Linked DNA regions of Zea mays: region 2 is linked to region 1. Evidence: chromatin contacts called from public Hi-C data. All regions are on one chromosome and are shown on one strand. The core of a region is the stretch at or near the end of the contact, and the rest is flanking DNA. Distances in the headings are between cores, read along the strand shown. Region 1 holds the start of LOC100278452 (Protein indeterminate-domain 9). Region 2 holds the start of LOC100272242 (LIN1 protein).

Region 1 (4,148 bases), core at 1,124-3,623:
ACTATTTCCTCGAGTTGGTTTTGGTGCTTGATGACCATCACAACCTTATGGACTAACAAGTTTGCCTAGTTTTTGATTCATATGTTCATAAGTGCAACAATTCAGATTTTATGTCAGAAACAACCCAAAATCAACCAAAAGGGGTAAAACTTGGAATAGAAGAACTTTGCCTAGTTCTATACTTTGTATAAGTTGTATACACCCCTAGGAACTTAATTGACTCATATAAAGAGGTTGGATTGGTCAGTTTCAACGAAACACACTTTTGGAGCTAGCAAAATCAGGAATATAAGTTAGAAATAATGAAATAGCCGAATTCCATGACTTAGACTAGTTGAAAAGTCACTAGATATGTTTGTCGAAGCCATAGGAACACCAAAATTGATTGAAGAAGATATGTCAAAGTCTACCAAAATTGGTCTGTAAAGAGGCACACCAGACCAGTCCGGTGTTGCACCGGAACGAGTGCGCAAAGGGGTTTCAGATTGGCTTTTCTCAGCTAGAGCACCGGACCGGTCCGGTGGCTACCCGGACCGAGTATGTAGGGAGCATGTAAAAATGCACTTCGGAGGTTGGCGCACCGGTGGCACATTGGACCATTTGACATCGCCAATGGTCGGCTACCTACAGACACATTCTGACAAGGTCGGGTGGTGCACCAGACCACCACTATAGGGGGTCTGGTGCACCATCCTGCAGAGCACTTTTCAACCATTTACTCCAACAAATCTTTTGGGTGGTTGGGGGTTATAAATACCCCCAACCAGCACATTGTAGACACAAGCACTACTCCAACCTACTATACATCAGGTGCAACACTTCCCACACATTCAAATCCATTCACACGCTGCATTCAATCGATTTGAGAGACTTAGCGGCTAGTGCATTCGAGTGTTGCAAGTTTTTGTGATCTTGATTTGAGTTTTGTTCTCACTTCCTCCCCCATTCTCATTGTTGTAAAGCAAAGCAAGAGACTCTGTTCTTTGTGTGGAGGTCATTGCGGGACTTGGTGTCCCTATAAAGTTAAAAATTATATCTGATATGGACGGTCTAGAAATGATATATTTTTCTTCTTTTTGTATATCTTAACATAATATAGATTAGAACTTAAAATTGAATATATTAATAAATTGTTCGAGATTTTTTATGACTTTTGGTAGTTTAAATATACAGCCATTACATAAAAACTCGATTTGTCTACAGTTTCTGTCACATACTGCACTACTGCATAGTGACGTGCATTTACTATTGAACATGTACCACATCAAATGTAGTGGGACTACATCATTATCATTATGCATACTTTATACCCCTCACGTTTTAGTTAAAAATTAACTAGTGGACGATAAATATTTCGGAAGTCGGAGGAAGTATTATATATAAGTATGCAATCCTGGAATATATCTTTCAAACTAACATTAACCATGACAGTAACGAAATATGTGTTTTTATCTCTAGAATGAGAGAGGAGATCGATGTATATCTATGGTGTACCAACCGGGTAGGTGATGCAGTAGAGGGTATATATATATATATAAAGAAAAGGGGTTGATCAGAGAGTGGGTGGAGGGAGAGAGAGTGGTAGTATCTGCTGCATTTGTAAGGTGACAAAGGAAAAGACAAGAAAGGTCGGCACGAGCGTGGGTTTGCTATTTGCTGCTGCTATGCTAGCTACGCGAGTGTGGTGTGCTTTGTGCTGCGTGTGTGATCGATCTATCTACTGAGCTGTGTGGCAAGTGGACAAGTACACGCGCTTGCTTGTAGGACACCGTATCTTATGAGCAAGGAGCCCTACTGCTCCCATGAGCAGAATCAATCCAGACCACACCCTCCACATCCAACGGTGCTGCGTCAGGGGGGTTTTTGTAAAATGTACAGAGTTGCAAAGAACATTTTACAAAACCCCCTGACACAGCACCGTTGGATGTGGAGGGTGTGGTCTGGATTGATTTTGCTCATGGGAGCACCAACGCTCCTTGCGCACAAGATACGTTCTCTGCTTGTAGAGGACCGTCGTGTGCTCCTCCTCGTCTCTGACTCTGATCTATGTACTCGCTCACAGTTCCTGGGCATTTCTCCTGCTGGCTGCTGCTGTTGATTCAATCAATTTGTACTGGGCTGTAGTATTCTCAAAAGAATGAACTGTGTCGTAGTGCATATAGTAATTGATGATTGCTCAAACAATGGATGTCAGACAAAAAGGAAAAAAATGTTTTTTTAACATGTTTCTTTGAGAGGGCAAAGAAATAAGAATGCACAGCCTTTTGCATCTTTGTTGGGATCCTGGCTCTCTCTTTTGCCTTCTCCGTTCTCCCCTTCCCCTAAAAGCCAGCAGCGAGTAGATAAAAGCTCGGGTCGGTTGTGGTGAGTGGTGACACTGGCCTTCTTACCCTTTGCTTCTCTTCTCTGCCGCTAGGGAGGCGCTGACACTGTTCCTCTTCCCTCCTCCTGCTCTCTCCCCATGTCCTCCTCCTCCGGTCCTCGGCGGCCATGACTGCTGCGGCCTCTTTCGTCCGTGCCTGCGCGCTGCATGGCTGCTGCCAGCTCTAGATACACACTCCTAGCTAGGCAGCTGTTGCCTTCACCTGCTGCCGCGCGCTGCTCGATCGACTGCACGTCTTCACAGTTCACACCACAGAGTAGAGTGGAGAGAGAAAGCCAAGAAGCCGGCAGGGGAGAGTAGGGAGAGAGAGAGGGGGAGGAGTCGTATGATAGAAAGAATCTGGAATTGCTTTCCCTCTCGTTTTGTCCCCCCTGCGCCTCCTTGATTATTGTGTTGCTTGCTGTTCCTCCCTGCCTGCTTGCTCCCTGCTTCGGCTTGGAGGCCTTCTCATGCATCAACCTCCTTAGCATCTCTCTCCCCCTCTCCCATACATACCCCCTTGTCTGATGCCTGCTTCTGCTTGCCCCATCCTCCTTCATCCTTCACGAGTTCGTCTCTCGATTTATTGTCTGCCACACCTCCCTTCAGCTAGCTATCTTCCCCTAGCTAGCTAGGTACCAGTAGTGTGTGTATATATAGATAGATTTATAGATATAGACACACACAACAAGTGCAAGATCAGGCGAAAGCTACTAGCCGCCCTTGCAGTCTTGGACTCCATTCGTCGTCGTCCTTGGGTTCTCCTCCTCACCTAGCTACTATGTTCCACCATCAGCAGGAGCTCTTGCAGGCAGAAGCTGCAGCGGCAGATCGGGAGAGCAGCATGTCCAACCTCACCTCCTCCACGTCCGGCGGCCCCAACGCGGCGCCTGCTGCTGCTGCTGCTGCCCCGCCGGCGCCCGCGGCCTCCGGCAACAACAAGCGGAAACGGAGCCTCCCAGGCAACCCCGGTAGGTGGTAGACGATCTTGTCTTCTCTCTTGTATATGACCCGATTAGGCTTGCGTTGGCATGTCATCTTGGTGATCGTCATCATCAGACCCCGAGGCGGAGGTCGTGGCTCTCTCCCCGGCGACGCTGATGGCGACGAACCGTTTCGTGTGCGAGATCTGCGGGAAGGGGTTCCAGCGGGACCAGAACCTGCAGCTGCACCGGCGCGGCCACAACCTGCCGTGGAAGCTGAAGCAGCGCGGCACGGGCAAGGAGGCGCAGCGGAGGAAGGTGTACGTGTGCCCCGAGGCGTCGTGCGTGCACCACGACCCCGCCCGCGCGCTGGGCGACCTCACCGGCATCAAGAAGCACTTCTTCCGCAAGCACGGCGAGAAGAAGTGGAAGTGCGACAAGTGCTCCAAGAAGTACGCCGTCCACTCCGACTGGAAGGCGCACTCCAAGATCTGCGGCACCAGGGAGTACAAGTGCGACTGCGGCACCATCTTCTCCAGGTATATATTTAACTCCGATCACAATCTCCTTCAGGATCATCGTCGTCTCTCTCTCTTTCTCTCGTTCTAGCTAGCTAGTCCATCTTCCATTGCGATTTTGCGACTGCAATTGCTGCCGGCTCCAGATGCATGCATGTTAAAGTTGCAGTGAGCGCGTAGCTGAAGCTGACTCCGGTGTGCACACTGGTCAACCCTGATCCTCTCTTCTTTCACACTTGAAGATCGTCGATCGAGGGAAGGGGTTCGATTAGCTCTTGATGCTTTCTTTGGTTGGGAGGAAGTGTGGTGATTAGATTAGCATGTGGGTGGTGATAGATAGGGCAC
Region 2 (4,148 bases), core at 1,231-3,730, 160 kb after region 1:
CTGCAGCGCACCTTACCTTCTCATCACTCATCAGCTCGTCGACTCGTCAGGATCCTGCAGGCAACGTTGATATTTTGCCTCCTAGTCCGCACCAGCAGATGGGCAAGTTGTTGGTGAGACCGTGGCGTCACCTGTCCCTCGCTAACTCATTAGAGTCCCACCGCGCGGTTGCAACACGACAATGGGTGTCGCTTGCCGTCACCGTCATCTATCGCTACCTTGCCTCCCGCACTCGCTCCTCCTAGTTGTCGTCGTCTCACTAACGCCAACTCACGACAAATTCGATGACTCGCCAGAACGACACGTTGATACGGCTGCTCCGCCCTAGTGCCTCATCCTCAGTCAGTCCACCTATTTTCTCTCTCTAGCTCTCCTTTTGGTAGCCAAAAAGGTTTTTTTGGTATTCATATCATTTTGAAAACACTAGATATTATCATTTAACATTCATATTATTATCATTAATCTATATTTATGGTCTAGTCTGGTGATTTGTCTCTTGCACTATCGGCCCCACCTAGAATTTTGTTCTGCATCCGCCACTGATGCGTACGGCTGCACCGCACCGACCAGGGAGAGCAAAGGCAAAATAAAATGGAAGAAGGCATATCCTACGGATGGCCAGGACTGAAACCACCCAAAAAAAAGTTTCACAATAAAAATCCATACATGGACTGCTGCTTGCGCGGGGGCTCACCTTCAGCAGAGTGCTAACCATAGAAAGAACACGATACGAATCTGTGTTACAGAAAACATCCAGGGCTGCTACGAGCGAGATCTAGCTAAACTGAGATTCTGTGCCTGCCTTTGGCGATTCTCCGGGCAATCACCTTGCGCCCACCCTTGGTCGATTTACTGCAGAACCAATGTAACAAGGACATGAGGGCACTGAACCACAATCATGCCAGATAAACTACCTTCCTAATCTAAATGATGAGGTGCCAAAGGCAAACATGAACGGAAACAGAATTTGATAATACCAACTTGAAACCCATCTTCCTTTTTCAATGAAGGACGAGGGAAGCAAAATAATGGCCAGGGAAAAGCTAGAGAGACAGACCGTGTAAGAAATCCATGGGTTCTTTTCCGCTTGATTGTACTGGGCTGGTAAGTTCTTTTCGGGAGCAACTGAAAGGGGTCATTAGGAACAGGATCCTCGACTACAAATAGCAGAACAGAAGCAACGGATTAGAAAAAGACATCAAACTAACAAAAATAAAAGTTGATCCTAGCTGCCAGGTCATAATCCAAAGCCTACATATCATAATCAAGACTCTAGTATTCACCAAATATAACTACGGCAACATTTCCAGCAACAGAAGTAGCAAGGAACAGTCACTGTTTGGGACCATGCAAGGAAACAATCCAGGAACAGCAGGACGAACTGCATGTACTTGAGTATTTGTCATACACTTTCTAACCAATTTTAGGACAATCAGCAGCAGCTGGAACAAGAAATGGCCACCATTTGGCACTATGCAAATAAACAGTCTTAGCAAAAGGAGACTTGGGTAATTGAGTATTTCTACTGCACTTTCTACCAGACTTAATTTCAACATAAATCATAGCAGAATTTCCTAAGCTCCACACAATCTCAGTTTTAGGCTGTCAAATGATCCACAAACAATTTATGCAGTGTATCAATCTTTAGGTTCTGCCACCTACTATTTAAGGAACAAAAAGGCATCAAGGAACTTTAAATACTGAGTACTGTATTGCAAGCAACGTGTTCTTCTATGCGTAAGAGCATCAATAACACTAGAAACGTGACTTCTCAAGGTTGATCAATCACTTAGTAACTTTCAACACAAGCCAGATAAAAGTAACACATCAGCATTGATGAAGGCAACCATGACTTTTCAGAAAACAATGCCCCCAAATAAGGTAACTGTATGAAATCTTGGCAATTCTTCCCAAGTCCGCAAAAAGCAAAGCTTAATAGTGAAATGGTATAACTGCAAATCACAGAAAATGCGCATTACAACAGAAATCATGCGAGTTTCGAGTAGTCACACACTGCAATTTCTATATTCAACGACACTACAATCTCTATATTCAACGAACGGTTTATGAAAAACATTGATCCCAGTCCCCCTATTCCCCATTTCTGAAACTGGCAGTGACTAGCGATCCGAGCCCAACTTCAATACTCAATCACGGCCCAATCCATTCATGAGTGCGTGTGTGTGAGAGAAGCTGTACCGTCGTCGATGAAGAAGCGGAGCGAGGGAAGTCCGCAGGGGAAGGATATCTCGCCGGGGAGCGAGCTCAGCCTGGCGATGGTCTCCGCCTCGTAAGCGTCCACCCCCGCCGGTGCCGGCGGCGGGACGTGTGGCTGCAGCCTGGCTAGCGGCAGCCCGGCGCGGGGTATGGACGAGGACGGAGACGCGAGAATGCGGCCGAAGAGGGATGATCCAACCCGTGCAAGGGTCTTCGCCGCCGACGCCATCGCCGAGCAACCCTAGCCTCCTCCTCCCCCTGCTCCTCCTCTGCTACGTTGCCGCACTTTTTTTTGGTGGAGAAACTATTCCCTCACCGCACTTGGGCTGGCGAGCTATGCTGAACTCTGTGTGCCTCCAATGGGCCGAATGACGATGTTCAAAAGGCCCGTTTCAAGAATTCTGGGTTGATCGGATTTGTTTGCTTTGTGGCGTTTCGTTGAAAGAGCGACTGAGGCGCTGAGCATATTGCCTGCTGCCAGTACTAGCTGGCGTGCTGCTGACTGTATCGTGGACAGCGTCAAAGCCTCAAAGGCCAACGTGGGCTGGGCAGACATAGCGTACTCACTCCGGTGTACTATTAGTTATCGTTTTCGATAAGGTTTGAGTCAAACTTATAAATTTTTAACTAAAATAACTATTTTATTATTTAGTTTTGAAACCTAATATTTATATGCACGGATTTGTCTTAAAAATAATTTTATAAAAGTATAAATATATTAAGAGTTTATTTATATTTTAACAAAAAATCATTAGTCAAAGTTATATTTTACTATTTTAAAGATCGTGTTGTCCTAAACGACAACTAATAGAAAACTGGAGGGAGTATTCCACAACCGCAACCATTTTGCTTGGATCGTATGGAATGGATCAAACATTCATCCAAGAAGCAAGGTGCTGAAGCTCCTTTGATACGGTAGTACGGTACACTCCTATATCTGATAATTATATGTTTGTTCATTTGAAGATTGATTACCCTTTGGGAACCTATCAAGTGCAAACTAACCATTTGCCATGTAAATTCTTATGATAATTTTTTAAAACACCCCTCGACGTGCACCTAGGGATGGCAATTTAATCCGCAAACCCGAAACCCGGTGGGTACCCGACCCGATGGGTGCAGGCATGGGTAGAGATTTTGACCCACGATTGCAACCCGCAACCGATTCGAAGTTTCGCGAGTGTGGGTGTGAGTTTCTATTTCAACCATTGGGTGACCCATACTCGACCCAAAAATTGGTCCATTCTTTATTTTGCGCAAAATGTTTAAGATACAATAATAATTATTTTGAATAAATAATATGTCTAATGGTTCATAAATATTGTGTTGCTGCTCAACATGAGAAGGTTTGAAATCCATAGACATAACTCAAATGTTGTTGGTACTTAATTGTTATAGTTGAATTATTGTTTAAACGTGTACAATGAGTAAAACTCGCGGGTGACCCGAAACCCGACGAGTTCGTGTGCGGGTTTGGAATTACACCCGTGGGTGCAATAATGGGCGGGTTTAAGTAGACTTCACGTGTGTGATCGCAGGTGGATTTTTGTGCCACCCAACCCGAATCCGACCCATTGCCATCCCTACGTGCACCAGCTTAGTGAAAGGGAAATGTGCCCTTGGGCCATTTCTAAGTATTTTGGTGGTTTAGTGCCCAACACAAGTGCCTAAGTGTAAAAAGGTGGACAAAGTACAAATCAAGGATAAAGGTATGTTTCTCAGACTTAGTACATTGTTTTATGGACTAATGTATTGTGTCTAAGTGCTGGAAACAGGAAAAATCCAATTAGCTGAGTCTGGGAGCACCGGACTGTCCGGTGGTGCACCGGACAGTGTCTGGTGCGCCAGGCTGGCTCGAGCGAAGTGGCCGCTCTCGGGAATTCACCGGCGACGTACGGCTAAAATTCACCGGACTGTCCGGTGAGCCAACG

The links. A called contact is a pair of places that touch in the nucleus more often than the background predicts.
Region 2: a contact with region 1 is called in a Hi-C map of leaf, with 3 times the contacts expected there. The contact joins the promoter of LOC100272242 here to the promoter of LOC100278452 in region 1. A contact is called at or near these places in 3 of 25 Hi-C or Micro-C datasets (all in leaf).

The regions. Positions count from the first base shown.
Region 1 is chr8:143,048,604-143,052,751 of Zm-B73-REFERENCE-NAM-5.0, forward strand. LOC100278452 (Protein indeterminate-domain 9) reads left to right here and starts at 2,374. Exons shown (of 4, transcript NM_001361337.1): 1 at 2,374-3,333; 2 at 3,422-3,824. The coding sequence starts at 3,144.
Region 2 is chr8:143,208,173-143,212,320 of Zm-B73-REFERENCE-NAM-5.0, forward strand. It overlaps LOC100272242 (LIN1 protein), which reads right to left and starts at 2,481. Exons shown (of 3, transcript NM_001350728.1): 1 at 2,200-2,481; 2 at 1,058-1,157; 3 at 455-852. The coding sequence starts at 2,446. The coding sequence ends at 780.